Linked DNA regions of Mus musculus: regions 2, 3 and 4 are each linked to region 1. Evidence: chromatin contacts called from public Hi-C, HiChIP or PLAC-seq and promoter capture Hi-C data. All regions are on one chromosome and are shown on one strand. The core of a region is the stretch at or near the end of the contact, and the rest is flanking DNA. Distances in the headings are between cores, read along the strand shown.

Region 1 (5,601 bases), core at 1,305-3,804:
CAAATATATAATACCTCTGTAAGGACACAAAATAAACTAATAATATTGCTTCCAAAGAATGAAAATTAAGAGTTGAGAAGTCTACAATCTTTTGTATTAGAATTAACTAGTCAAAACAACAAAATTAAATGTTAATCAGCCATGTATACTGATATAAGAATACAGAGCAAATCAGTTTCTCCTACATAAATTAAAAGAAAACAAAAATAACCAAGTTTATATGGAGAGAGACCGTGTGTGTGTGTGTTTGTGTGTCTCTACACTAAGAAGACTTGTGGGAGCTTGTTCTTCCACCATGTAAGTAGGTCAAGGGGACTGAACTACGGTCATTCAGGCATCAGGCTTGGTGGCAAGTGTCTTTATCTGCTGGTCCATCTCAATGTCCCTATTTAAATTTTGAACAGGATGGGGTTACAGGTTGGAGGCAGAAGCATCTGCCTACTATTCACCAGGCATCCTTGAACAATTTTCCATTTCCAAACACTTCACCTTAACATTTAAATTCATGCTACTACAATATCTTGTTTCTTTTTAAGTATATCAACTATGCTCCAGAAAAATATTCCTCAATTCCAGTCAAATTAGATAGGTACCTTTCTAATTTTCTAAGAACTGTTTCAAGTAAGTAGTGCTTGATAAATAACATGAACCACATATTAAAAGTTTCAGAGTACAGGAATTTTAAACTGCATCTCCATCAGTTAGGAAAACACTGACAGAGATTAAGCATTAGCTCTTTCAGATATTTGATGGATAGGTTATTCCAAAGGGAAACATTAGGAATAGGTGAGGCCTACTTCTAACAGATGCCAAGAGGTCTTCTGGTACTGTCTGCAGGCAAAATCTATACACACGGTTCTTCCAAAACAATAGAGACAACCTGAATTGTAGAAAACGGTCAATGTGTTTTCCAAGAAAGGAAAATTCTCTATTTTTTTCATTATGAGGAATCTCTAGAAAAAAAATAAAGAATTGCTAATATTTTTTAAGTATGTGTTTTCTTCTTGGTAAATATATTTAGACAATACCCAAGGAGTTTATAGTAGAAACTATCAACAAGCAAAAAGAAACTTCCTCTGTTGAAAAGCTATCATGTCCACGATTCTAGAAGGGTAAAACCTACTTGGAATACAGTGCCAATGCATTAGTAACACGACCTCAAAAGAACTGTGGTTAAGTCCCACAGCCTTCATCAGATTTCTGACAGACTTTCTTTTTCAGTGTAAAAACCAGTTTCCCCACAAAATCTGTTACTCTGGTTTCACCAGAACAAGAGGCCATTTTAAATGTAGACCTCTAGATCCTAGAAACTAGAAACAAAGAACTGCTTCTTTTTCCATCTGGCTGCTGCCCATCACCTCCACTTACTGCAGCATAAGCAAAGCCCATCACCGTGAAAGCTCAGATGGACTAGGGCTTTTAAGCCTTCACAAACATTTCCGATGTGATTTATGTAGGCAGTAAAAATATTTCTGCTTCTAGGGAGATCTTACAGGGAAGAATAAAACATTGGGCAGGGTATATAACTCAGTGGCAGATCACCTGCCTAGCAAAAATGAGTTCCTGTCATCCAATCCCCAAGACCCCTTCCCAAAGTTACACTGAATTATTAAAGTGGCAAAACTTTTAATACTTTACACGTGGAAATTGTGTCAAACCATGGAAAGCTTTAGGGTAACCAGTTAACTGCTATTTTTCTCATTAAAATATACAGGCATCTAATCTAATCTATTTAAGTGACTTATCATCTACTTAGATTAGTTTATCGTCTCTTAAGAGAGCGTTATCTTTTTAGAATACCAAAGAATTGCCTTGAGCCATACACAAGTCCTCCCCATTAACAACTTAAGGAGAAGGTGCTTTAGGCGCAAACACTTAAGGCGAGTATCCATGCACTCCACAGATCTATACAGGTCTCCTCACTCCCGGTGAGTTCACCATTCTGCTTGTCTGCCTGTCACTGCTTTCCCACGCGCAACTCACCTCAATGACACGGGACCTGAGTCAGAATAACAGTGGCGACCATAAGCACCGGTCTAGTGGCGGCAGTGTCTTCCTATAGGACTTAAGGCAGAAGCACCACGATGCATTTTGGAAATGACATGCTGTAAGAGAAAGCAAGTCTGTCTACCCAGCAGCCGCTCACAGCCCAGGCTGCGACTCCTACACCGGGCACCGGTCTCTGGCTGACGCGTCAGACTTGCCACCGTCGGGTCAGGCACAGTACTCCGCGACCCGCCCTGGCTACGCGGACGAAACAAACACAGCGGTTCCTGACCCCTTGGAAACGGCGGCTGCACAGGGGGAGTTGCTGGGTACCGCCCCCAACTTCACAGGTCGAGGTGGCTTGGCCAGGCGCGGACCCGCAGCGTGTGGGACTGGGAGGCTACCTGTCGCCCAAGTCCTCCCGCCTCGTCACAGTGACTATGGATTCCGGGGTGAGGGCAACTGCACAGGCTCAAGGTAAGGACGCTGCACGTTGCCGCCCTGAAACCATAGAGCTACTGCTGAGGAGAGGGGAACGGCCCTCGCGTCACTGTCGCTGGCGTGTGACGTCAGCGCGCAGGAGCCGACTTGTGGCGCTGCAGGGGAGGAGCCGGGATCTGCGGGGGGCGGGGCCAGGCGAAGCGAACGGACTGTACGTGCGGGGCGGGGCTGGACTAAGAGTGATGGGGCGGGGCTCCGGGGAAGGGCGGGGTTACGGAATAGGAAAGCTAGTGGGACCCGGCTCTCAGCCAGCAGCTGAGCTAGCGGGGAGCGTGAAGGACCAGAGGCCGGCCTAGAGGAGAGAGAGGCTAGGGAGAGGGTGCAGTGAGTGGGGGGCCTGTGGTAGGTAAAAGCTAAAAAGGGCGGTTTGGGAGCGGAGCGTAGCAAGCCGGGGATGGGTAGGGCAGAATCGGGGACGGGGGAATGGGGCGGGGCATCGTCAAGGGGCGGGGCCATTGGAATATGTTTGGGCCAAAAGAGCTAGGAAGTACTGGGACTAGAGAAAGGACTGGGCAAGTGCATTGGTGCAAGCACCGGGGACTGGGGGCGGGGAGGTGGAGACTGGAGCAACTTCAAGAGTTAAAAACTCCAAGCACCAAAGGGAGAGCGTGAGGTACTCCAAGCTCAAAGGAGCATGTGAAAGACGGGTGTCGGTAGAATAAAGTAAAACCGGAAAGAATTAGGCTGAGTGAAGGCGGGAATTTCGCTCAGGAATCTGACTCAGACTGAAGAGAGCATATTAACAACTTTTTCCCACACGGTACACAGATAAGGTACTTTTAATTTGAGCGCTCATTACTTAACTGAGGATGCCAAATATTTACAAGTAATTTTTCTTTAAGTACAATGCCCTTTAAAAAGTTATTTTAAGGGATGGCTCAAACAGCTCATCTCTGAAGACAGAAGACCAGGGTTCTGGGACGCAAACCTTGGTCTGGTTAACTCACCTGTAACAACTTCAGGAGCATCTTCTGCAAGCACCGGGACCTGAACTTATGCACATATCCACAGTTACTTCGTGAACTTAAACGAAGCAGTTTTATCTTTAATTTTTAGAATACAAAGTTACATTACAGTGTCCTACACCTTTATGTTTACTGTATATACACTTTATACTGAAGGGACTGACGATGTACAGTAGACTAAAAATCATTCGATGCAGGAATTGAAACAGTTGAGAACAAGCCTGGTGTCATCCCGAGTAGCTCTACTCAGTGAGCTAGAGGATGGCACTCTAGAAGTCCATACTTGAGGCAGGAAGAGGATAGTGTCTTTGTATACAGCCATAGTTGCTGTCCACATTGTTCCATTCGTGTGAATGGAACACTACCGAGGCTGCATAGACCTTGCCTAAGATCTGTAGACAGTTGATTTCTCTTTTCCATCCTTTCCCCATCCCACACACCCAAATCGACTTTTCTAGGTTCAGGAGCTTATAATTCTTTCCAGCTTGGAAATGGACAGATTAAGGGCTTCTTTGCCAGATGGTGACACTGCAAGTTACCTAAGCTAGTACATTAAACAAATGTTGAGAGTCAGCTCTTGTTTGTTTGGTTTTTGTTTGTTTGTTTCTCTGTATAGTCCTGGCTGTCCTGGAAATCACTTTGTAGACCAGGCTGGCCTCGAACTCAGAAATCCGCCTGCGTCTGCCTCCAGAGTGCTGGGATTAAAGGCGTGCGCCACCACGCCCATCGTGATTCAGCTCTTCAATCTCCAGGAAACTACAAGAGACTTATTTCCCATATGTTTTTAATTCTAATCTTTAGCTCCATCCAACTCCACCTGGCAGGAATTTTTCTATGTACAACTCTAGTTCTGCCCACATAACCCTATCCAGCAAAGTGAGGGGGCATCACTGCGACCTGCTAATCTAAGCAAATACTTTTTTGCTGCTTGCGTAAAGAATGGCTACGCACTGATAAGTGGATATTAACCCAGAAACTTAGTATAGCGAGATATAAGGTACAATATGTAAAACATATGAAACTGAAGAAGAACAAAGACCAAAGTGTGGACACTTTGCTCATTCTTAGAATTGGAAACAATCACCCATGGAAGGAGTTACAGAGACAAAGTTTGGAGCTGAGACAAAAGGATGGTCCATCTAGAGACTGCGATATCCAGGGATCCATCCCATAATTAGCCTCCAAGCGATGACACCATTGCGTACACTAGCAAGCTTTTGTTGCAAGGACGGTGATATAGCTGTCCCTTGTGAGACTAGGCCGGGGCCTAGCAAACACAGAAGTGGATGCTCACAGTCAACTATTGGATGGATCACAGGGCCCCCAATGGAGGAGCTAGAGAAAGTATCCAAGGAGCTAAAGAGATCTGCAATCCTATCGGAGGAACAACATTATGAACTAACCAGTACCCCAGAGCTCTTGACTCTAGCTGCATATGTATCAAAAGATGACCTAGTCGGCCATCACTGGAAAGAGAGGCCCATTGGTCAGGCAAACGTTATATGCCCCAGTACAGGGGAATGCCAGGGCCAAAAAATGGGAATGGGTGGGTAGGGGAGTCGGGGGGGGGGGGGCTTTTGGGATAGCATTGGAAATGTAATTGAAGAAAATACGTAATAAAAAAAAGGAAAAAAAGAAGAATGGCTACTCAGTTATATCTGAAGATAATGCTTTAGGCAGTGGTCCAGCTATTGATGGGAATATAAATTGCTAGTCTTTCTAAAAGCATGTTGTCAATGTGTACACTCTTTGACTGTAGAATTTTACATCTTGAAAAATGGAGCCAAAGAGGAACATATGAAATGTACGTTTATTGTTTATAACCAGATAACTTAGAACCAATGTAATTGTCTACAAAAAACTGTTTAGATCACAATATATTTAAACAATGAAATACTCAAAAGCTAAACAGGATCTTTTTTTACTGACTGTTATTTCAACTGTTATGCTGACGTAGTTTGAGGAAAAGAAGAGACTAGAAAGGGAAATCACCAGGTTTATACGTCCCTGTACTATTTAATGTTTGATTTTTACAACACAAATATTTTTTAGTCTTAAGTATGCTAGTGGAATCTTCTTTTTAAAGAAAGTAGTTTTGGTCCTTGGAACAATCTAGTAGTCTTTAGAATACAAAAATATTTTGGGGCTG
Region 2 (5,601 bases), core at 807-3,306, 710 kb before region 1:
ACAAACAAGAAAGGGGCCGTACAAATCTGTAAACAGCCCCAAAGGTGCCACAGGCCTTATGGTAAACCTGTCTGATCTCATGACCCAGAGATTGTGAAAAGCTGGTGACCAATGGATTTAAAGGAATTCACCCCTGCCTGAGACTGCAGCGATTCTTTTCTGATAACCCCTTTGTGGATGTTTTGTTCCTCTGGGGTTTTGTCTAAGGTTTGGCATCTTTCTTCCCTATTGTGAGGTGATTTAAGGAGGCGTGAAGTCTGAGAGGGTCACTTGCTTCTTGAATTTCAGGAACTACAGAACACAGCAGCCTCCGAGGGCCAGGTGGTGGTGCTGGAATGCAGAGTCCGAGGGGCACCCCCGCTGCAGGTCCAGTGGTTCCGGCAAGGAAGTGAGATCCAAGACTCTCCGGACTTCAGAATTCTCCAGAAAAGTAAGGAGAGGTGTCCGTTGTCCCAAGTTTTGGTTGGGTTTTCTCTGATTTCAAGAGAACTAAAAAGGACTTACATGAGCTGTTTTGTATTCTCAATGTGGAATGAGACTAGATAGTCCAAAATGCGCAGGGAATAAATGAATGTAACGCAACACCTCTCTGTCCCCTCCCCTTCCTCACATCTCCTTGTAAATGTGAGATCAAAAGACCTTCTGTGGTTGCTCCTCTACAGATCAAACGCCAATGTGTGTGCCATCTCCCTAGTTCAGCCTTCTGTACAGATTCTTGGTAACAATAGTGTGGTCATGTGGTGCTAGGAAGCTTCTCAGCTGAAATGCCTAAGTAAAATACTGATTTCTTTCAGCCATGCCCTCAAACTTCTCCTGCATTGTTTGTTAAATGGTAGGACTCTCCCTGCATTAAAAGGGCCAGAGTACATGTTCTTTTTGGTTCAAGATATTCATAGGGTTAGCCCTTAATGCTGAAATTTGCCCCACAACCTCTTCCAAAATGCTACTTGTGAAATACACAAAAGAATTGGTCTACCTCATTTTTATGGAAGAATAAAACAAACCAACCAACAAACCACAGGCACTCCTTTGAAGTGGATGAGATCCGTAGGCCTTTTCTTTAGAATGAAAAAGTCCCACCTACTCACATCGTTGGACAAATCATTTTAAGAGGTTCCCAAGTTGTCAGGAACTGCACTGGGTCACACTTCCCAGTGCACAGTGTTTCTGTACGCATGGAAATAAAAGCTGAGTGGCTGCTGCCTTCCTATACAGAGGTGGTCCGTGACATTTCTGCACATGTAGCCTAAGCAAAGCAGCGGGAGCAAAGGGGTTAGTTGTCGCTGAGGCCCTGTTCTAATGCTATCCCCCCTTCTTTTCCCTTTCTCACATAAACAGAACCCAGATCGACAGCTGAACCCGGTAAGAGTTTTCTGCTATTGGGGGGTAATGTATCTTTTGGTTTTCAGGGAGTCTTTGTCTCTATTCGAAAGCCACACACCACACTAAATGATGTATTTGCAGTTCCTCAGAAACACAAAACCATCTTGAAAACAATGTCTTCTTTATCACAGGGTCTGTGCACTGCAACCTTCCTCGTCTTTATTAGTAAACCATGCTGCTCAGACAAGCGCATTGGGCTTGGCGACAGACGGCTTTTTCAAATACAGTGTTTTATTCTCAGACTCGTGATCCAAAAGGAAAACTTTCTGACGATCCAGTAGAACAGAGAAATTTGCGGCAGGCTAGGCTTTTGCTGACCAAAACACACTGTAAGACTCCATGGCTCTTTGGTTGGTCACCCAGTCTTTGAGAGCACCTAATCCTGTAGAGACTTGATACTCCAGGGTGGGGGGGACACTTGAGGGGGCACCCTCTCAGAGGTGAAAGAGAGGGAGAAGGGAGATGGAAGAACTCTTTGAGGGGGGAAACTAGGAGGGGGTAGCATTTGGGATATAAATAAATAAAATAACTGATTTTTTTTTTTAAAGAAGACAGCATAGCTTAGAATGTGCCTGACTGAGGGCTTTAGTGGAATGACAGAGTGAGCCTTGAGGCATTGCTGTCTACTGCTGAAGCCATAAACTTTTACTGTTCCATAAGCTTGAAGAAAGTCAGCGTGTCCTGGGAGCTCTCTTCATTACCAGGTCATCTGACCTCACCCAAGTGCTCTGTTATCCAAGAGTGTGGGGGCTGACTTCTCCTCTGCCTTTGACCTCTTGTATATTTATGAGTCCCCACGGACCAAAAAAACTGTGTGTCCAGGTATCTCATAGTGTGCACCCCCACCCCACCCCCAAGATTGTTTTCTTTTGTATTTTTCCCATCAGCAAAGACACAGTCCACTATTTCTTCACAGAGGTTAGAAAAACATGTCGTTTTCCTGTTTCTGCTGTTCTGCTGTTCATGCTTCTGCTGCGGCGGCAAGCGGATCCTGCCAAACGTGCCTTGGGAGCTATGGCCCTGCCCTGACCCTTGCCTGAGAATTTTAAGGTTCCCAGTTAGCTATAACAGGGCATGATACTGTCCTGCCCCTGAGCCTGTCACATCTGAGTATCAGGTCGTTAAGAGCAGAGTGTTCTTCATTTAGAACTGGAAGTTGAAAGGTTGATTCTTAACATCCTTCGGGAAGGACTGGAATTGACCTAGTGGTTCTGAGTTACAACTAGAGCATGCCACCCCATTCAGTGTGGGGGCTACCACTTCAAAAACTGCTGTCACTTTCCACGATGTGGAAAGAGACCGCTTTGTGTTTTACTTGTGATATGTCTTTGTGTAAACTTGCTAGGTCCCCAGTGTATGGAACGTCTGTGTGTCACACAATGCATATAAAAAGTAAAGGCCAGCATGGTGACTGTCACTCATTGATGGGCTGGGCAGGGCAGAAAAAGATGGATTCCTAAACTCCACTGCTCAATTAGCCCAGCCAAGTCCATGAGATTTGGTGAGAGAGTCTGTTTCAAAAAAACCTAAGGGTAGCAGGAGTAGGTAAGGATGCAAGGGCTAAAAGCACTCGGTGTCCTTGCTGAAGACACTGGTTTGGCTCACATAGCAGCTCATAGCCATTTGTAACTTCTGTTCCAGTAGTTACAGTGCCCTCTGCTGGCCTCCACAGTCATTTCACACACATGGTGCACTTAGGTGCAAGCCAAACCCTGATACATGTAAAATGAAGGTAAATAATTTTAAAAATAAATAAATAAATAAATAAATAAATAAATAAATAATCAAATAATAGTAATCAAGGAAAGATATCCAATGTCAACCTCTACTTTCTACAGACATGCACATGCCCATACTAACAAACACACAGATCACACAGATGCATACACACACACACATATACATACACACACACACACACACACACACACACACACACACACCAAAAAGGAAAAGAAAACAGTCAGGTTATTCTGCCAACAAGTAAGTTCAGATGAAAAAAGCTAATGGAAACAACTCCCACCGCTGCCCCATTCCCTCACGACCCCTCCCATAGACAGTCTTAGTACTCCAGTTACAGCTTGTTTTGCTTTAACAAATAAAAGTTCAATCATGAGTTACTTAATAAAATTTGTTCTGGATGCTCCAGTCCTGTAGAACTTGCTTGAATGTCTCTTGGATGAGTGTGGTGGTACCGTGGTGTCCTAGCTGAAGGCTAAGGACATGCAAGGCGCTCATCTTCAGCTCAACGGCTTGACAGTGCACACAAGATTTTCCTTATCATGTTTGCCGAATTCCTCATTTTTCTCCTCCCTTTAATTATATCTGAAAGTATTTTAAGACAAGAGAATCCCCCATCCCAACCATAATAACAGCATCTGCTAAAAGCAAGTGTACCTTGGCAGAGAAATATTTTGAGAAAATTTGTCAATGTAAGAAAAAGATGTAGCTGGGAACTATTAAAAAGAAGACAAACTTCCCCTGGTCTCTGAGACGTTCGCCACCATCATATTTACCACAACAACTGGAAACATTCCTTTCATTGTCCCAGTGAAACACTAATACATTCCACTTTGGGAACTCTACACTTGTTATGCAGTATTAAATAAAAACTCATGATCATAGCTTTTTAAACAAGAACAACAAAAACCCCATAAATGTGACTAGTCACATGACTGCTTTTATGAGTTGGACAGAGTATAAATTAAAAAATCAAAACAAAAAAGTCTATTTTAAGACATATTTGTATTTAAGCAAAGTTGAACATACCTAACAAAATGAAGTGTGAGGGTTTTTTTTTTAACTTCCAAATGTTTCCCTTGTGTTGTGTTGTGTTGTGTTGTGTTGTGTTGTGTTGTGTTGTGAGAGAGCCTATTTCAAAACAAGTGAAGGTTAAGAACAATTGCTGTTTTTGCAGAAAAGCCTGCTTTGTCTCCTGCCTATCACACAATGGCTCATATCCATTTGTAACGTCTGTTCCCAGCAGTTACAGTGCCCTCTTCTGGCCTCCACCAGCATTCCATACACATGGTGCGCTTATTTTAAAGTATCAGTGCATACACATAGTGCACTTACATTTTTATTCTATGGTACATATAAAATGAAGGTAAATCAATCTTTAAAAATGTAAATAAATGATACATAGATACATACATACACAGACAGAAAGACAGGCAGAAAGACAAATAGTGTGGAAAGAAATCAAAGAAAGACACCCAATGTCAACCTCTATTTTCTACAGACATGCACACATGTACACATGCCCATACTAACCAACTCAGAGATGCATCTTTACATATCATGGGAGTATGTGTGTATGTGTCTGTGTGTGTGTGTGTGTGTGTGTGTGTGTGTGTGTTTGTTTAAACGACTTATCTTCTTAAATAGCCTGATTGATTACTAGATCGAGCCAGTCACCAGTATACTCATCTACAGAGGATGAATGTAGGGGCTGCCTTCTCTGATATCTATATCTTAACCACTGTTAAGTAGAAAGAGAAAAACACACATGGCTACGGAACATCTGAGGCAAGAGATAAATTTTATAGGCTCAGCCCATGATGTTTTCCAAATGCTAAAACACAAACAGCCTTTGAAATCCAGGACAATATTTAAAGAGATTTTTATGACTCTCCCTTCCCTTCCTCTGATATGGTTGTTCTTTCCTGATCTCTTGTCTCTGTCTCTCTCTGTCCTACACCCTTCCTTTCCCCTTTCTCCACCAACTCCCTCATCCTTCTTACCCAGTTTCTTTCTCACTGCCTTTATTATTCATGGGTAAGGAAGGCACTTTAAGGCTCTAAAAATAAAGCTGGAATTCCCTGGGATGTAGATATGGGTCCATTAGGATTACACATTGAGCTAAAGGAGGAACAAGCTGATTCCTTGCCCTGTGCATTTGAGCAACTGGAACAGGTTTTTCTTGTCACTACTGTGCTGTGTCTGTCTAATGTGTTTTGCACTCCCCTCTCTGTCTAGACAGGAGTCAGCTTCATCACAAATCTTCTCAGCCTGGTTTGTGAATTAAAAGCGAGTCAGCTTTCTTAAGACCAGCATTGGTTCATCATGTTACCTGCCAGGCTGCCTTTTTTTTTTTTTTTTTTTTTTTTTTTTTTGACATTCTAGCTTTACCCTGATTGGATCCTTCAAAGACTAATCTGGGGTAAGAGGATGAAGACTCATTCACAGATGTTAATACTCCAGCCGTTACTCAGCTGT
Region 3 (5,601 bases), core at 1,413-3,912, 580 kb before region 1:
TTTATTTTCAAAGGGAAACTATCAGAAAGAAACTAAGTTCCAGGAATATTTAATTAGCAGAAGTGAGTTTGAGCCTATCCTTCCCAGTCAGTGTTATTCAGGATGGTTCTTTCTTGTTCTGTTTTCAAGACAAGGGCTACTAAGTAAGCCTGGCTGGCCTGGAACTTGCTGTGTAGACCATTCTGGCCTAGAAGTCCCAGAGATCCACCTGCCTCGGCTCCCTGAGTGCTAGAATTTAGGAGTAAGCCACCACATCGAGCTCGGGTTATTACTCGCATTGCTACACCAGTTTCTCGGGATCTCCAAGCTAGAATTTAGCCTGAAGATTCCTTTTACTTGCAAAGAAATGGAGTCTAGAGAAGCAAGAGACTGTAAAGCAAATCCTTGGGGTTGGGTTGGGGGACCAAAAACCCGATAGATTCTCCCCACACAGTCTCTAAGCTCATTTTTGTGCCAGGAGCCAGCTACTCTGACTGGTATTAGGGCCTGTGCTTGAGGGCTCTGAACTGTGGGTAAGCTGTGGGGAGCAACACATTGATCTGGGTTGTCAACAGCTAGAAACTAGAGCTACTGTCAAGAGCTATTAGGCACAGACTTGCAACCTGGCCAAAAAAAAAAAAAAAAAAAATGGCCCACAAGTTTAGGCATAGATCAGCTTTCCAACAGCCTTTGGAAACCACGGATGCAAAACTAATTTGAGGAAAATGAGAGGACACTCAGCATGTGAAGGGAGGAAACGTCAAAAGCAGGAAGTCAGGGTGTGACTGGTCATGACCTCAAGTCATGCTAGCTGGAATTCTGCACCTAAGCATTGCTAGAATTTAGACCTTGAATCTGGAATGTACTTTGACGCTATGCCTTAAATAGTAGTAAGGAAAGGCTTGGACTAGCAAGACATATTTCATACCAAAGAATTATTAAATGGAAGCCTTTTGCAAGTGAGGAGCAGACTCGGCTTTCTGGGTGGACTTGTCTTCCTATCCCACCAGGATCAAAAAGTACCTAGAGCTCTTATTTCAGAAAGAAATCGACAATTCAAGACATACATGGTCTGGGCCACCTTTTATAATTAGTGTGTAAGTTCAAGCAGACACAAATGAGCATAGCTCAAAAGGCGCGTGAAGAGCACTAAGTGTTGTTAATGGAGCTGGGAAGAAGTTATTTGGCAAGTTTTCCTGGAGGGTGTGAGAATTTTTAGTGACTCCCGTTCTTACCAAGAGGGTACCTCCCATCTGAATATAAATGAGCCCTGTTCCACTGGGACATTCCTGAACACAGTGACATTCCAACTGGGCGCAACAGTTGACTTTTGTCTGAGCTTTCCTTGGCAAGTGATAACATCAGAGGAAGAGATAAGACTGCCCCTTGGAGAACTGAGCTGTAACTGGGCTCCAGACTGCCACATGCCCATTGTGTACCTGACAGCTTTCAGATTCAAGCCTGGGTCCCGTGCTTGGGGTGTTTGCGGTGTTTGCAGTGTTTGCGATCGGCTTCTCAAAGATGCCGGATCAGACTCTCTTCATCATTTCAACTCGAGCTGCAGAAGGTCCTCTGTAGTATGCTCTGGATGACTTAGTTAGGGAATAAAAAGTGGGGGAGAGTAAATATTTTGACATGTGGCAATTTTCAGGGTGTGTATTTTCTGTGTATGTATGTAAATGCTGGTGCAGGTACACAGGTACACAGAGGACAGGGGTTGTGATTGTCTTTTGCTTCTTCCTCTATCACTTTCTACCATATTTTTTGAGAGAGGCTCTCTCACTGAATCTTGAGATTACTAATTGACTAGACCAACTGGCCAGTGAGTCCCCTGGACCCGCCTGTCTCCCTCTTCCAGTGCACCATGCTACTCCCAGCTTTTTTTGTTTTTGTTTTTGTTTTTGTTTTTGTTTTTGTTTTTGTCTGGGTTCTAGGTGTTCCAAATGAAGTCCTAATGCTTATACAGCAAGCACTATACCCAGGGAGCCATCACCCCAGCCCTGGTCCTCCCTCATTCTTGCAGAGTACCAAGAAACAAAGGATTTGATGACAAACAGGCAAAGCAGTGTCTGACTCTAAAGCCAGGAGACATATTTTGCCTGGTTCCTGAGAGTTAAACCATCCATCCGCCAGACCCTGAGTGGGGTGAGCTTGTCTTCCACTTCAGTGAGGGAAGCCTGACTTCTGTAGCCCAGCTCCTGAAAGTAGGGAACCAACTTTCTCTCTCCGTTCTTACTGCCCAAGACAAGCTAAGCCAGGAAGAACCCAGTTCTTTGTCTCTCAAGTGGGTTAATAGTATGTCTGAGCCTACCCTCCTCAAACTGCTTTCAAAGTTCCTCTAAAGATGGCAATTCTTCACATTCCCAGCATAGTTGGAAAGCTTGGAAAACCCCAGGCCGGTGCTGGGAAAGCCCATCCCCTTTTGAGGCATACAATTGCTTACACTGTGACTTCTCATCTTAGTCTGAGTCTGTCTTCTGGGTCTGACTGGGGAGCAGCAGAATGATGTGGGAAATCGCAGGTACTTCTGACTCCCACTTAATAGGAAGGGTCCTCAGACCCTGTGTACCTAACGCTGAGTCAATGAATCTGGCCCATGTGTCACTGAAGCACAGAGAGGCCGTTGTCAGCCAGATTACATCCGATGCGTCACATCCTACCGTGCCCCACTCTGCCTGTGTCTCTGTGGACTCTCTCTTCCTTTCCTGGCTATCTGAAACCTGCCCATTGTACCTGTATTTGTTTAGGGACTGTGAACCCATAGTCTGACTTTTATTTTCTCTGTCTTCAGAAGCAATCAATCTCTCTCTCCAATAAATCAGAAGTGACCTACATATGTAAAATGAATGAAAGAGGCAAAAATAAAGTCAGTTGGTAGGTTGGGGTGCCAGTTCAGTCTCTTGTGAGTTCATTTTCTTGCTCCCCTACACATTTGTTTTTGTTGGAAAACCCACCCCAGCACTTTAATGCATAACTTATCAGAGCCCCTTGAAGTTAGAGCCTCAGAAACCCCTCTTACCCTCATCTGACAAGCACGCAGTTAACATCAGTAACAACTAACAAGTAGCTGTCATCCAGCAAACAAAATCATGCTGAGCCAGCCTGGCACTTCAGTTCTCTTGGAAGTGTGCTAAGGCTTCCTAGAAAATGAGGCGACAGCTCGATGTTAGGGACAAAGAAGGAGAGGGCTCTAAAACACAAGGTCCACGGAAGCCCAGCTTTCTCACACAAGCATGTAACTTTGCTGACACTGGACTGGCTTCCTAAGTATGAGGTGCAGGAAGACTAGTGAAACAGAAAGGACACAGCACCCTTCTCCCCGGCCATCTGGTCTGTACAAATGGTGCATAGTTTGGTTGCAGAGATGACGCTGTGAATGGTGGCTAGGTTCTTTAGCACTGAACCTAGACCAAGTATGTAGTAAAAGCTCCATCCATATCCTAGGTTGACTGAAGAGGGGTGGGCAAGAGGGACGAATGCAAATCAGCAGTGAGGAGGGAGCTAGCTCCAAAGCTCCTAGTATTTGTGAGTGTTCATACTTGTTCTTTGACCTTGAAGTTTGAGTTATTTAGCAATACTTCCTAAACTTTGCCTTGAGCCATGATGATCGATTTAGTCTGTTTGGAGGGCTTTTAGGTAGTTGAATTAAGTGCCTGTCACCTGACCTACTTAAGTTTTGGAGGTAGTAGTGAGTGGAAAGCCTATGCACTGAGCTCATCAGATGGTGGGCTCTGTGCAGGAAGTATCTTTCCTCTTGCCTCGGTTGTTTTGGTTATAGTCATTGTTCACGATTAAGCTTTGCAGAAAAATGTGAAGTGAGTCAACTCTGAGGGTCCATAAATTGGTTTTCAGAAATTTGGGTGTCTAGGGAGACCAGAAGGGATCACTTAGGCAGGTAAAGAGAGAAGTCATTCCCAGGTGAACAACCAGAAGAGAAGTGCTGTGGAAACTTTTGAGAGGATCTCATGCTATATTTTTTCTTTCTGCTGGAAAGAGTTGTCAATATTTTTCATGAATGAATACAAATTCACCTCCTTTTCCCCCATAGATCTCTTAGCCTTAAAAAAAAAACCCTCATATAAGTTATTTTTATTGGAGTAGTCTAAGAAGAGCTACACTCAAGTACATTCAATGTGTAGACCTGACCCTAGATTATCTCTAGAATACCCTTGTTCACATACATTTCTAGTATTAATGCCACTTCTTTCATCTCATTTTACTGAAGATAGAGGAAGCCCTGAAGGGTCTATAAGCATGGGATTATCGCAGACAGATAAAGGTGTATATACGGAGTGTTTGGGAGGCAGATACATGGAATATGTCCAGGAACTCCGAGGGCAGGCCATGAAGTGAGGTTTAAACTGACAGCTGCAGAATGAATGGTAGGTAGACCAAGCCGTTAAGATGGGAGAATCAAATATCAAAGAGTACCATTGAAGCTATGAGGAAAACTTAGGAATGAGAAGAGGCCATACCCAGGTACCACTTTAACTTTTGGGCCAAGTTAAAGAATTTAGACCAAAGTGTGGACACTTTGCCCCTTCCTAGAATTGGAAACAATCACCCATGGAAGGAGTTACAGAGACAAAGTTTGGAGCTGAGATGAAAGGATGGACCATCTAGAGACTGCCATATCCAGGGATCCATCCCATAATTAGCCTCCAAACGATGACACCATTGCATACACTAGCAAGCGTTTGCTGAAAGGACCCTGATATAGCTGTCTCTTGTGAGACTAGGCCAGGGCCTAGCAAACACAAAAGTGGATGTTCACAGTCAGCTATTGGATGGATCACAGGGCCCCCAATGGAGGAGCTAGAGAAAGTATCCAAGGAGCTAAAGAGATCTGCAACCCTGTAGGTACAACAACATTATGAACTAACCAGTACCCCGGAGCTCTTGACTCTAGCTGCATATGTATCAAAAGATGGCCTAGTAGGCCATCACTGGAAAGAGAGGCCCATTGGACACGCAAACTTTATATGCCCCAGTACAGGGGAATGCCAGGGCCAAAAAGTGGGAGTGGGTGGGTAGGGGAGTGGGGGGGATGGTATGGGGGATTTTTGGGATGGCATTGGAAATGTAATTGAGGAAAATACGTAACAAAAAAATATTTAAAAAAAAAAAAAGAATTTAGAACTTATCCTAGAAGCTCAAAAACGCTCTCATAGACCAGGAAATCAAGGAGTCATGTGATCAGATGTGGGTTTTGAGACTCTGTGATGCTTGAAGAATGCAGTGTGGGAGGTGTGTAGGAGAGAGGAAATCAGTGTTTGCCATCTAGAAGAAGGGGCAAGAATCAGCAGGTGAGCTGTGGTATACTGACAGGACCAGGGTAGAGCAATGAGGAAGAGAAGATATCACCAGCTGCTGATAAGTATAGTCTCTGTGCCAAATCCTGGTCCCCTGTAATCTCTGGAGCAGCTGGACTGCGCAGCTAGTCTACCATTGCCCCAGGACATAAGTGCAATAGCTAAGGTGGAGAAACCTACACAGTAAGCAAAGAGTAATCAGTGACCCAAGCTAACAAGACAAGAACTCCATACATAGTAGCTACCATTCCTTCTTACTTGCGCATTCATCCATCCATCTCTGGACCAGTTGTTAAGCTTAGATAACATG
Region 4 (5,601 bases), core at 1,341-3,840, 550 kb before region 1:
TGAGCTCTGGGGTTAGTTCATATTGTTGTTCCAACTATAGGGTTGCAGATCCCTTCAGCTCCTTGGGTGCTTTCTCTAGCCTCTCCATTGGGGGCTCTGTGTTCCATCTTATAGATGACTGTGAGCATCCACTTCTATATTTGTCAGGCACTGGCATAGCCTCATACGAGACAGCTATAACAGGGTCCCTTCAGCAAAACCTTTCTGGCATATGCAATAGCAAACACCCATTTCTTGTACCTCTGAAATCCTTCAGCAGCTGCGAACACTAACACTCCCCGAAGCTAACCACTACCCTGAGCATCTGAGTTGAGAGTTCTCTTCTTTTATGGCTTTCCCCATGTCTATGTTTCCCCGAGTCTGTTTATCCAACCTTCACATGTCTCAGAATCACCCAGAGAAGTTATTAAATACAGACTGCTGGGCTCCAGCCCAGTTTCTGCTTCTTCTGAATCGGGTTTGGAATGATGTTGCCGATCTGTCACTAATAGCTCCTCTGGGTCATGGTGACCCCTTGGTCTGTTCACTCAGAGTGCACCAGATTTTAGCTTTTGCCTCTTTATACTTTATACGTAGTAGTACTATATGCATCCTTCTGTGACTTGCTTTCTTGCTTTTTTTTTTTTTTTTTTTTTTTTGTGAACGCCAAAATTCAACTCTGTTGAATAGGGTAGTGATGGGCTATTCATTTTCCATTTACATAGTTTTTCCTCTTTCATTGATTTCCACCCACTGAGGTAATCAGGGAAGAGGCAGAGAAATAGGAAGCAGTTTACTTAAGACACCAGCAGGGGTCCACACCTATCCAACACGCAGCATTGGTGCCCCCTGGTGCACAGTGGGGGAATTGCTGTAGCCCTTGGAAAGAAAAGTCTTGCTGCTGATACTTACAGTGTGACCTACTGCAGAAGTCCAGATTTAAGGCTTACCATCCATTGTAATGCCTGTCATAGCCCTCTTGTGTAAAATCACTCCAAAGGTCTTATAACACAGACTTGCACTAGTCAAATAGGACTCGTGGAGACAGAAGGGGATGTAACAAATGTGACTCGAGTTGAATATCCCTAATGTGAAAATCCAATTTCTGAAACCCTTTTCAAATGCACACTGTTTTGAGCATTCACATGATACTGGAAGGGAGAAATCTCCTGTGATGGGTCATGGTCAAAAGGCAGGCACACTAAGAATTCTATGTAGAATGCCCCTTATAGACATATAAAATATATAAGACACAATGAAGGATTTTCACCATTTTTAGACAAAGTATTGCATGGCCCGAGCTGGCTTTGAACTTGCTATGTAGCCAACAATGACTTTGAACTCCTACCTTCCTGACCTCCAACCTCCTAGTGCTGGGATAGCGGCAATTACAGAACACCCAGTCTTTTCCCTCTGCTGAGTATAGAACTCAGGTTTTTATGCATGCTAGGCAAGCACTCTACCGACTAGGCTACATCCCTAGATTCTGACCCCCAGATATACCTGGCAAATGATGCTACTCCTGTATTGCTTATAATGAGGCTTATAGCCTTGTCATTGGATACATTGAATTATGAAGGACCAGAAAATTTTTAAAATCATAAGAGAAATTTGTCCTTTTTAAGTCCTCTCAACATTCACACGTTGCATTCATCTTTATATATTTTTATGTGTATTTTTAAGCAACTTTAAGAAGCTTGCCCAAGATCAAGGCTGAGTCTGTTTAAGCCTCATAGGAAGACACATCAGATTTTCATTTCATGTTGCTACTCCCTAGGATTGAAACACAGGTAGTTTCTGTCTGTGGCATTTACCTAGCCACTGAATATGCTCCCCTATGGGTGTCCGAACCTTCCTCAAGACCAGGTTCCAGTTAGTGTTTCCTGAACTCCTGAAAGCACCTTCTCTTCATATGAGTAGTTGTAGATGCTTTAAAAGGATACACTATGAAGGCCATCTATCTATGCTTCGTTGAACTTGAAGGCTGACTTGGACTTGTGTGTATGCCCAGCAGTTAACTATACTTATGCCTTTGTTGTGCAGGGGGTTCCCAAAGAAGTCCAGTAGAACTGCTAGAATTGCCTCTGATGAGGAGATTCAAGGCACAAAGGATGCTGTCATCCAAGACCTGGAACGGAAGCTTCGCTTCAAGGAGGACCTTCTGAACAATGGCCAACCGGTACTGATGGATCAGGGGCTTAACTGGTACTGATGGAACAGGGGCTAGCCAAACGGTACTAATGGAACAGGAGTTTAACCAGTACTGATGGAATAGGGGCTTAACCAGTACTAATAGAACAGGGCCTTAGACTTGGAACCCCAGCCCCGCCAGCCAGATCTCCTCTGGTTCACTCAGGCTCACGTTCATAAGACTTGTCCATGAGGCTCTGTCATTATCTCTGAATTCCAGTATCCCTCTTAGTGAGTAGGAGAGACACGGAAGTACTGATGGCAGCAACTAGGGCTGACACCACAACATGATATACAGTGCTATAAAGGACCCACAGAGAGTCCATCTTAGCTAGGTGGCTCCCTGGGAGGAAATAGGAAGGTACTCTGGGATAGCTGGTACCCAGAAGCAGTGAAATGGAATGAAAGGCTTCCACCCAGGATAACCTGGGCTAGAAAACCCACTGCTACGGCTGAGTCCTGTTCTCCTTGACTGAGTAGACGCTGCTCCCACACCTTGCAGTAATGTCTGTCCCACTGTCTTGCTCCAAGTTTTACAGCAATACTACCACACTTGACAACAGAAACTACTTCTGCCTTAAGGCCGTAGGCTTTGACTGTGACCATCGATCTGATGGGAAACAGATGGTTCATCCCTACTTAAATTTTCCATAGCTGAGTTTGTTTGCTTGCTTAATCTTTTTGTATCATCTCAGAGGTTTTAAAGGGCTGGGAAAGGCCAGCAAATTAGGTATCCTAAACATAGGAGATGAGTCTTTTCTGGCTGTATCATGAAATACCAGAAAAATAAGCTTGCTTAAAATCATCTCAGATGCCGTTTCAGAACAGAAATTGCTCTAGGTTTGTGGGATTTTTTTCATGGTGATACTAGTGATTAAGGGCCCTTAATCTTAAGGCGGATGAAGCTTCTAGCAAGCTTTGTGGTGCTTGTTTCACTGGGTCCTGGGGCTCTGCAAAAGAGGGAAGTATGTGACCTCCACCTCTAACCAGTGATTGCACGCACGCTGGAAGCGTTCCCTGGTTCTGTCAACAAAAGCTGTTGGAAGATTAAAACAGATGCTTAGGGGGACTGTTTTTAGCCAGGTGAGGGCATCTCTCCAACTCCTCCCCAACACAAACCATTTTTTTATTTAAGTATTCCTTATGGATGAGGACTCTCTTGGATTAAAAGTAAAACCTGTATAAGGTACAACTCATATATGTATATATTATCTATCTGTTTAGCAATACGTAAACATTCATAGTAACTTCATTTGATAGTTTAGATCAAGAAAACTGAATTTCCTTTTTTTTTTTAAAAAGGGAATCTCGAATGAGTTGTTCATACCATCCCATAATATTCTGTTACTTATTTTGGCTTCTGTAGACAAGAGCTTGTATTTCCATATATCACAATGACATCAAATCCAAACTGGGAAGTGAGATTGGCTTCTGGGGGAAGCTAGGGCATCTTGGTGAAGGAATAGGTATGCAGTCGCTATTTCTGCCTATGCAGAACCGGTCTTCCACTGATGGTGATAAAATTCTCCACCAGAACGTAAGGAAGACTTTGTCAGAGAACAATGATAAAAGCAATAAGAGCCCATTTGAAAACTGAACTCCCTCATCTTAATAGACTTGATAAAATCACTTTGCATAGTTGTACTGGACCAAATCACTCCCTGAAGCATTGGGACACCCTCTTCTTGTCCCCTGCCATTCCTTTAGCAAATGAAATAATTTCAACCTTAGGGCTATTTGGCATTTGATCTGTTTCACTTCCCAGTTTCGGCTGGGACGAGAACCAGCAATTACTGGAAACTGTAAGTTCATCCAACATATTTTTCTGATTAGGGAATGTTGAACAGTGTTTGTGTTGACATTCAGAAGTTTTGAAGGGTCATATGAAATAATGCTTGTACTTTTATATTTTACGGATTCTACCCTCCTAATTATTCCTTATTTCTAACTGATCCCTTGTTGGAAAAGGCCCCTAAAGAGATTTGTGAACTCTCAAAGTTCCTCCAGATCCATAATTCTAGGGCACATAGGACCAACAGTCGAGTGCAAGAATTATATTAGCAGACAACAAAGCTGCTGCCATGTTCCACATAGGACTGGTCTGGCAGAATCACCGGCCAACTGCTAGAGGCAGCAACTGTGTGCTCTTCCTTCCAGTGGGCAAGCTGTGCACATCCTAACTGAGGATGCCGGATGCTGGCTTGGCACAGACTTGTCCTTCCTTACCTCAGCCGTGTGTAGTCATTCTGTGTGGATTGTGTTTGCTTCACGTTGCTTACACTGCAACCGAGGCAGTGCGCTCACGTTGATGGAGCATATCCTGTGTGTCATGTGTGGTGGTAACTGACTGGCAGGATTGTTTCTGCCCACAGCACCTGCTTTTCCTCTCAGGGCTCCTTTTGCTGCCCTTTTAAGTAGCTTTCTTTCTGTCACTGGCTGGGGCCGGCATGGATGGTCGGAAGCCTGTGACAGCCCATGAAAGAACATCTCCTTTAAGCCTTCTTCTGCTGTCTTGAGATCATCTTTTTCTTCTGTTTTGTTTTGGTTTCGATGTTTTGGGGTTTTTTTCTAAAGATAAGGAGGACACAGCTATCCTATGTGGCCTTAGCCTTGTCACTGATCATTCATATGGATCTGTGCCATATTGGGTGGTAGCTGCCAGGATCAGTTATCTCATCTCCCAATATTGGATTTAGATTACACGGAGCAGAAGCAGAGGAGAAAACAAAGCCAGGGAAAGCAACAGACTCTTTCGGATGCAGCTATGAAGCTGAAAGGAGACTAGTCACAGAAAAATGTCCAACCCTATTTTATATTTTTATTCCCTTTCCATAAGCAATGTGTGATTGTGATTCCCCCTAAGTGTGTATTTCTGTGACTTACTCTGTGCAGAGGCTAACCTATGAGGAAAGAATGGCTCGCCGCCTGCTTGGAGCCGACAGCGCAAACGTCTTCAACATCCAGGAGCCAGAGGAAACGGCAGCCAATCAGGTACGGCATTGCTCCTAACTTCCTGAGAAATAATCATGGCTCCGCCCACCTTCCCCGCCTCTGTTCTTGGGATCCATTGTGAGGCAAGTAGCAGGCAAGTCATAGAAAAGCAAGATTGCTGCTGTCCTGTCAACCTCGTAGGTTTTACTCACTGGATACATGCTGACATTGCTGAGTGATTGATTAGTCGACCCTCTCAGTGAACTAATTGACATTATTGATACTGATCTGGTATCGATTGCTGTGTTTTCCTTTCCGGTATCTTTGTGTTTTTCCAACTGTCCTATGCTCTAATGAAAAATGGTTTGCATGGAAAACCCTTTCACCCTTCCTCTTTGAAGTAAGCGAATCGGTGCGCCCTTAATGTTCTCAAAGTCAGTCAAAACTAGAAAGGGGAGCCTCTGCCCTCTTTCACATAGGTGATCATAAATCACTAACTGA

The links. Promoter capture Hi-C pulls out the DNA fragments that hold promoters and counts their contacts. A called contact is a pair of places that touch in the nucleus more often than the background predicts. HiChIP or PLAC-seq counts read pairs in DNA pulled down with a chosen protein or histone mark.
Region 2: a Hi-C map of uterus shows a contact between it and region 1, with 3 times the contacts expected there. The contact joins the enhancer-like site here to the promoter of Nek1 in region 1. A contact is called at or near these places in 2 of 39 promoter capture datasets (liver and neural stem cells), 1 of 484 Hi-C or Micro-C datasets (uterus) and 4 of 115 datasets of contacts at active chromatin or transcription factors (astrocytes, embryonic stem cells and trophoblast stem cells).
Region 3: a contact with region 1 is called in an H3K27ac HiChIP or PLAC-seq map of extraembryonic endoderm stem cells. The contact joins the enhancer-like site here to the promoter of Nek1 in region 1. A contact is called at or near these places in 1 of 39 promoter capture datasets (embryonic stem cells), 6 of 115 datasets of contacts at active chromatin or transcription factors (astrocytes, bone marrow-derived dendritic cells, embryonic stem cells and 3 more) and 2 of 9 other capture datasets (adipose tissue and liver).
Region 4: a promoter capture Hi-C map of pre-B cells shows a contact between it and region 1. The contact joins the enhancer-like site here to the promoter of Nek1 in region 1. A contact is called at or near these places in 8 of 39 promoter capture datasets (cranial neural crest, embryonic stem cells, frontonasal cranial neural crest and 5 more), 1 of 484 Hi-C or Micro-C datasets (embryonic stem cells), 14 of 115 datasets of contacts at active chromatin or transcription factors (astrocytes, bone marrow-derived macrophages, craniofacial prominence and 7 more) and 2 of 9 other capture datasets (embryonic stem cells and macrophages).

The regions. Positions count from the first base shown.
Region 1 is chr8:60,990,146-60,995,746 of GRCm38.p6, reverse strand. Nek1 (NIMA (never in mitosis gene a)-related expressed kinase 1) reads right to left here and starts at 2,554. Exons shown (of 33, transcript NM_175089.4): 1 at 1,984-2,554.
Region 2 is chr8:61,697,931-61,703,531 of GRCm38.p6, reverse strand. It overlaps Palld (palladin, cytoskeletal associated protein), which reads left to right. Exons shown (of 22, transcript NM_001293772.2): 7 at 289-430; 8 at 1,339-1,362. Among named protein-coding and RNA genes, the nearest start is that of Gm51576, 15 kb to the right of the region's middle. Within about 2 kb of position 2,056, at least 10 of the 459 cell types and tissues checked have an H3K27ac peak or open chromatin away from gene starts, as enhancers often do. A contact at or near this core is called in uterus, where this site is marked.
Region 3 is chr8:61,570,447-61,576,047 of GRCm38.p6, reverse strand. All of the region lies in intron 10 of Palld (palladin, cytoskeletal associated protein), which reads left to right. Among named protein-coding and RNA genes, the nearest start is that of Gm35254, 47 kb to the left of the region's middle. Within about 2 kb of position 2,662, at least 60 of the 459 cell types and tissues checked have an H3K27ac peak or open chromatin away from gene starts, as enhancers often do. A contact at or near this core is called in adipose tissue, astrocytes, extraembryonic endoderm stem cells and 2 more, where this site is marked.
Region 4 is chr8:61,535,245-61,540,845 of GRCm38.p6, reverse strand. It overlaps Palld (palladin, cytoskeletal associated protein), which reads left to right. Exons shown (of 22, transcript NM_001293772.2): 12 at 2,023-2,158; 13 at 5,062-5,160. Among named protein-coding and RNA genes, the nearest start is that of Cbr4, 50 kb to the right of the region's middle. Within about 2 kb of position 2,590, at least 8 of the 459 cell types and tissues checked have an H3K27ac peak or open chromatin away from gene starts, as enhancers often do.